Linked DNA regions of Zea mays: region 1 is linked to region 2. The links are chromatin contacts, called in public Hi-C maps. All regions are on one chromosome and are shown on one strand. Each heading gives the region's core, a stretch centred on a gene start, on an enhancer-like site or on the middle of the called end of the contact. The rest is flanking DNA. Distances are from core to core; before and after follow the strand shown. Region 1 has its middle 11 kb from the start of LOC100279847. Region 2 holds the start of LOC732746 (beta-1,2-xylosyltransferase).

Evidence for each region. Hi-C and Micro-C count contacts between places; a contact is called where the count stands out from the background.
Region 1: a Hi-C map of bundle sheath shows a contact between it and region 2, with 2.5 times the contacts expected there. The contact joins the enhancer-like site here to the promoter of LOC732746 in region 2. A contact is called at or near these places in 3 of 25 Hi-C or Micro-C datasets (bundle sheath, ear and tassel).

The regions. Positions count from the first base shown.
Region 1 is chr1:191,496,241-191,499,845 of Zm-B73-REFERENCE-NAM-5.0, forward strand. No RefSeq gene overlaps it. Among protein-coding and RNA genes, the nearest start is that of LOC100279847, 11 kb to the right of the region's middle. Within about 2 kb of position 1,386, at least 12 of the 20 cell types and tissues checked have an H3K27ac peak or open chromatin away from gene starts, as enhancers often do. A contact at or near this core is called in bundle sheath and ear, where this site is marked.
Region 2 is chr1:191,353,850-191,357,511 of Zm-B73-REFERENCE-NAM-5.0, forward strand. It overlaps LOC732746 (beta-1,2-xylosyltransferase), which reads left to right and starts at 2,338. Exons shown (of 3, transcript NM_001112375.2): 1 at 2,338-3,329. The coding sequence starts at 2,655.

The sequences.
Region 1 (3,605 bases), core at 136-2,635, 140 kb after region 2:
TTTATTGATATGTCAGCATTTTTCTTACCTGGCAAAGTATTTAATTCTATAGAAACTGAATGACATAGAGGGTTGGGAACAACTGTCAGTACAAATTCTGTTTCAGATAACATAAATCGAGTCTTTAAAATAGCAAAAACTATATATACGATTAGTGGGAATCAAACCTCTAAAAACCATCTTAGCGTGTACCTCCTCTGGCACTTCACTCACCACTTACTTGTGTCTATATTGTATTTTTGTTGCTCACTTAGTATAACAAAACAAGTGTAAATTAATTATTTGGGGGCACTAAATGAATTCAAACAAAAAAGTTATGAACTACAAAGTTGAATAACATTTTAATATCTACGGCTTTTATTTTGGTACTTTCTCCGTCCGATGTCGTTTGTAAAATTTGCATTTTAAATTCCACAAATTCAAATACAGTTTTGGGAGCCCCAATAATTTCAAATGGAAAAGTTGTCATCTACAATGTTTCGTAACTTTTAGATATCTACATCTCCAATTTTAGTGGTTTTTTCATACGAGGTTATTTCAAAAACTAGAAAAAATCAATTTCAAATGGTTTTATACTGGCTGTTTTCTTAAGGACCGGTCAGTACACATATATGATTTCGATGGTCCACGGAAGATCGTATATATAGTCAGCCAGTTTACTTCACTTGTATCCTCTACACCTGCATAGCTGTCCACTGTTAGGAATTTCAATGTTGGGTAAATATATGTGTCGGATAATATCGTTTCATACTCATACCTATCAAACAAAATTCTATCCGTGGACAACTAGCTAGTCCGTCAGATCAATCCATAAGCCAGCTGAACATTGAGATAGAGGAAAGGGAAGAGAAAAGAGAGGAGGTCGAAGCTGGTTTTAAACAAGCAACGCAGAGAGAAGGGAAAAAATCAACTAAGGGCTAGTTTGGGAACCACATTTTCCCAAGGGATTTTCACTTTCCCAAGGGAAATTAGTTCATTTTCCCTTGAGAAAATAGAAATCCCATGGGAAAATGGTGTTCCCAAACTAGCCCTAAATGTGAATCTGCTGCAGCCATTAATTCTCCCTATCCTTTGTCGACTATACCCTTCTATCAAGTTGTAACATAATTCTCGATATATCTGTATCCAAACATCTTAATATACAAAAAATTACAGTAGGGGTCCTCCTACTGAATTCTCAAAAAAGGGGGGGGGGGGGGGGAATTGTTTGCAGACCCCGCGCGCAACAAGGATGGGCGAAGATTGGTGTAGACGACGGCTGATCATGCATGCCTAGAACAGCCAGGGTGAAGCTGGAGCCTGGAGCGGGTGGTGCAGTGTCGCCACCTGATGATCGAGCAGGTGGCCGAGTGTGTGAATGGACTCTGGGTACGGTACGGTGGCGCCGACAGCCCAGCCCAACGGCGTGACTTGGACTCCACGCCTCTCGACCCTGCGCGCTGTCCTTTTCTCCAAGAACGGTGCCTTCCGTCCATCGATCAGTCTTTCCGTCCATGGGATGTCGGTCACCCTCTGACGCTAATAAGCTACTCCCTCCGTCCATCGATCAGTCTTTCCTATTAGTTGTCGTTTAGGACAACGGCACGGTCTCCAAAATATAACTTTGACCAATGTTTTTTGTTAAAATACAAATGAACTCTTAATACATTTATACTTTTATAAAAGTACTTTTTATGATAAATTGGTGCATATAAATATTAGCCTCTACTACGCTCTAGCTACCCACCTGCATAGTACTGGTATTTCATGCACTCAGGTCAGTCTAAGCCATGCATGACGATCGATGATATCCTTTAATTTGGGCCGGCATATATACACGCATGGATCGAAGCTAGCTGCCCTCTTGCATGCGTGCGTGTGGTATAGATTATCGGCGATCGATGTTAATTACTCTTCGTCTGGGAGCTGCTGGGAGGGAGCCTGGGACTGGCCGGGAAGGGAGGAGACCAGGAGGAGCAGATCGAGAGGCGATGAGGAGGAATAAACAAAAGACGCGCTGTTCCGTCGCGTCGCAGGAACAGCTAGCTTGTCTCGCCGGCCGGCCCAATCAGCTGGTCCACATGCACGAGGCGCTTTTCAGTAGACACCTACCCAGATCTAGCTAGCTAGCTAAACGGCCGGCGGCCATGCAGCTCGATCGCATTGCATATATGCGAACGCTAAAAACCCTAGTAGATAATTAAACGGATCGAGTAGGTTGCTGTGTGCTTGCGGTCGTCTCGTGGTCCTGCTCCGATCAATGGCGCGCGGATGGTCGACACATGATGGGCATGGGTCGAAATGCATGCATGGGCGGAGCACAGTAGACGCCGACTCCGATCGACGACGGAACACGCCGCCCGTACACGTCGGTTCACCGGCCGACATGCATCGGCATAATAGTAGGCTAGGCTAGCCCATGCATATGGGCTCGATCGGTCGGTATCATGCACGCACGCACGCGGTATGGGGGGGAGGCAGATGAGGTGGAGTAAATGCCCGTACGTCTCGGCAAAGAGGGTGGTAGCAGTAGTGCACAGCGCGCGTACGTGCTGTGTGGGTGTAGTGGAACAGTGGCAGTCCAGTAGCTGCCGCAGGCCGCAGCTAGCTATCAGGAAAGAAGAAGGGAGGAGGAGAAGTCGAGGGAGCACAGGGAGGGCACTGCGCAGCCGCATGCAGCGCAGGGCCGGGCCGGAAGCAGCTAGGGACGGACGACGGATATGCATGATAGATGGAGGAAAAAGACGGATCGATCGGAGGAGTAAATGCTGTACAACGTCTCCGCTCGGCCAGCACCAGCAGACGGAGATGAGGTCGTCGTCGATCCGTGGTGGCACTGGTCGTCACTCGTCAGGTCAGGTACACGTCGCCGCTGTAGCGACGACAAGAAGGAAGCAAGGAAACTACTCCAGCTGCGGCATGCGAATTAATGGCCACTGGCCGGCCAGACGGCGAATAGACGATCCATCCGGCCATGTGGTGCAGCAGATCGACGACGAGGGATAGGTAGCACACAGGATTCGCTCGAGCGAGCAGGTCCGCCGGGCGATGGAATAGAAAAGGCGGTAGCTTCGTGCTGGCACTGGCAGCAACCAGCTCAGCTCCATCGGAGTCGGAGTGGCGTACGTGCTAGCTAGATAGAGCTGCGCAAGCTAGGAAGCGTGCACTGCAGGCCGGCCGGCCGGGCACTGCTGGCTGGCTCACTGTATGGCTGCCTGTTTCAACTTCCCTCCATCATCTCCATTTTCTGGGATACTCTGCTAACTATTAACCGCAGTTCCAATCCATTCACAGTAGATCTTAGTAGGACCACACCGCCTTGCCCGGCAAGCTTCCTGTTGCTGCATGCGCGCGTGCCTCGCTCGTTTGTTCTGTATATACTACTACACGAGCTAACAATAAATGCACTTGCTGCTTCTTAACGCTCGCTCATCGTCAACAGCGCCAGGCACGGACTACAGTGAGCGAACAGTTTGGAGTGTCGCGTGCAGCAGCTCCATCATATGAAGGATCTATTTATTGTTTATCCGCCTGTTATGTCGTTTGCAGCAGCAAAGCTAAGCCAGAGAGAAACCTATGACGGATTTGGGCCTAGGAAACCCTAGTCCGAGCAACAAGATTCATCC
Region 2 (3,662 bases), core at 1,088-3,587:
GATTTTGGATAAAGGGGCTATAGAACAACCATAGAGAAAGTTACTCTATTTTAAGGCAGGTGGGCATGTTATAATGAATGAGTTTAATGTCATATAGTTGGTTCCGTAATGAATTCGTCTTGATATGTAAAATTGCTAAAGGGTGGAACATAAAAAGATTAAAGAATAAGAAAATCGAGAACTAAGGGGAGAATGTTGGGATTGTTCTCTAGCTCGATCAAGATCACATAGTATGAGTCTATCCTATCCGCACCCTAATTGGTGGCATGACTCTATCATTGGTCAAAGCCCTCGATCATAAGCACTATATTATTCGCGACTAGGGATACACACGAGAGCCAAAGCTTCATGCTCCTAAAATCCTAGCTGCCTCAAACCACATGACCCAATCTTTCTTTTAGCGCCTGATTGACCAGAAATGCCCAACGATCGATGGTGACAGTGAACCCTAACGATTTCTCCTCGTCAGCCACTAAGACACCAAGCGCCTAACCCTACAAGGAGGAGAAAGACCAGAGGGGACTTTGGACACTGGCCCGCAAACTCTGGACATCTCTACAACCCTGAGCTTGTAATTCACCTCGACCTCAAAGGTACGATTGCTCTTTCTCTTCACCTTGTTACCGTCTCAATTACTCTAGTTATACACTTATTCGATCATAAGTAAAGTTTTGGAGGCTGGCTAGAGGGATTAGGTGTGTTACCGAGTAAAGTAAAGGATTATATATTAAGTTCTCCCGTCATACATAAATTCTACCATATGTGTTTGTTCAGGCTTCAGCCATGCAAACAAATGAAAATTATTTGTTTTTCCTATTCTAAAGCAAGAAGCAGAAAAACTCTATGCAACTTGATAAAAAACACATTGTGGACCAGTGTTAGCACTAACACACGAACTAGAGTCACTATAGGAAATAGATAAATCTATGCCGGCTAAACTTGTTTATGTCGATTCATAATAAAAACCAACATAAATAAGTTATTTTATGTCGGCTATAACTTAACCGACATAAATAATTAATTATTTATATATAAAGTTCATGCGTAAATAAAATTATTTACGTAGGTGGAAAGAAATCGATGTAGATTAGGCTTTGAGTTACATTTGTTGTTATAACTGACGTATATTAGTCATAAACCCTTTTCTAACTATTCCCTCACTTCTACGCCACTTCTGCTTTTCTTGTCATTTTGTCGTAGCAGGTGTTGCATGCTCGCCCCCTCCACCCATAGCCATCTCCTTGCCGCGCCCACCACCGTCTTCTCGTCGCCGCCCCCTGCTCGCCACCACCGTTCGGTCGCTCTCGTCTCAGTCGCCTCTGCCTGCTCACCCCCACACGTGTTCGCATCCACCGGATTCTATTGGCCACGCTGGTTGCAGATTGTAGCACACACAAGTGAAAGGTAGGTAACACATCGGACACAAGGTGAAACACCACTGACTTTCTCCTTCCCTCCTCTCTATTACTCTTCCTAATTCTGATGGTGATGGTTAAAAGAACCGACATAAATAAGATAATGTTATTTATGTCGGTTAGGCAACAACCGACGTAAATAAGACACCGTCATTACGTCAGCCATACAACAACCAACGTAAATAAGTAATTTACGCTTGCCGATTGTAGCCGACGTAAATAAGTCTATTTACAACGCTTTATTAGTTATGGCCTGTAACCAATGTAAATAAAAATAAAAATCAATATAAATAACTATTTATGATGGTTTACCTTATTTATGATGGTTTTTAGCCATAGATTAGTTAGATTCGGGTAGTGTGTGACTCACCGGCATCTCGTCGCCTAGGATACTAGTTATTAACGACCAATGTGGGGCTCAGACAGGGGCAGAGAGGCCATTATGGCTAAGAATAATCTAAATCACACCTAACTAAGAAAGCATTTACTTGAGAAAGATGATAATGGTTACAAATCTTATAATTTATAACTCACATTTCAAATATTAAAAAGGCATTTCAGAAGAAGGATAGATAAATACAATTACCTAGATCTCCAAGACTTATATAGCAAAATTATTTGTATTATATATTATCGTACATGTTTCTTAGAAATTTATTCATGTTTTAGACAATATTCCCTTCTATATATATATATGTTGTATATTTTTATTCTATAATTTAAATGGTTGTGTGTTAAATATTATAAGGTATAGAGTTATATCTAAATTTTTCTAGGTCATCCGCCACTGTACTCAAACAACAGAGAATTTTAGAGATGGTCGGCCGGCACCGGCACTGATTGAGTCGCACCTTGGCCATGTCAGGCACGCCGCGCTGCAATTGCTGCCTGCATAGCTCATCTCGCCAATTGCGAGCACCATGTCCCGCCTCGGTCGTCCAGCGGATGCCAGTCATCCCACCCCAACTACAACGTGACGATTCCACCGGCGGCCTCCGGCCGCCTCGGCGAGATCGCCGACGTCTCCCTCGTTGCAGGGGAGAAGACGAGGAGTGAGGGTCAGGGACAGAGCATGTGGACCGTCCATAGTACAACGACTTGACACGACAACCGTCCGATCCGACCAACCAAACACACCGGCTACTTTCCCCGCCGCGATCTGGGCATGCCCAGTGTCCCTCGCGGCGACACCCCTCGATCTGCGCGAGAGTGCGAGACCACAGCGGCTCGCCGGCGGCGATGATGGCTGGCAGAGCTCATGGCCACAGAAACCGCCTCCGCCGCCTCATCCCGCGGCTCCTCCTCCTCCTCGTCGCCGTCTACGCCGCCTCCTTCGCGATCTACCTCCTCCTCCAGTCCCATTCCCACCACCAGTCGCCGCCGGACCCCACCCCCAGGACTGAAGCCCGTGACGGTGTCCTGGCGCCGTCGTCCTCGCAGAAGCCGTGGCCGCGCCTCCCCTCCTTCCTGCCCTGGGTGTCCAGCGCCGTGCCGCCGCCGCCGCTGCACACCTGCGAGGCCTACTTCGGCAACGGCTTCTCCCGCCGCGTGGACGTCCTGCCCGCGGGCCGCGGCAGCGGCGGCGGCGGCTGGTTCCGGTGCCACCACAGCGAGACGCTGGGAAGCTCGATCTGCGAGGGCGCCAGGGTTCGGCTTGACCCGGCGCTCATCGCGATGTCGCGCGGCGGGGAGCCGCTGGAGCAGGTGATGGGCCGCGCCGAGGAGGAGGAGCTACCCAAGTACGAGCCCGGCGCGCTGCAGGTGGAGGGGCCGGCGGCGGGTATGCCGGTGCCCCTGGTGGACGCAGGGTTCCTCAACGACTACGTACCCACCGGCGGGATCGGGATGCACACTATGAGGGCGCTGCTCGAGTCGACGCGCGTTGTGCCACCCGGTGAGCTGCACTGCTCCCAGGTACTGTTTGCCTTGCTATCTACTAGCAGAGTAGCAGTTGACTTGCTCATTGATGACAAGTGGTTTGTTAATTAATTTCTGAAATCCAGTAATTAGGAAGAGTAGAGTCAGCTCAGTGTTCGAATAGGAGTATTTAATGAAAGTCTGTTTGATCCAGCCCTCATGCTGGATATACTGAGCCATCGTATGGATATTTGTTTGTGTTTTAAGAAGACTACGAGAAGAAATAGGATCTAAGAATGATGTCTGCGTCCAATTTATATCCAAAATAGAACATCGTGGGAGTATAGTACTAGTAGTATATAGACTCTGTTTTTGGTTATTTGGTTTCGT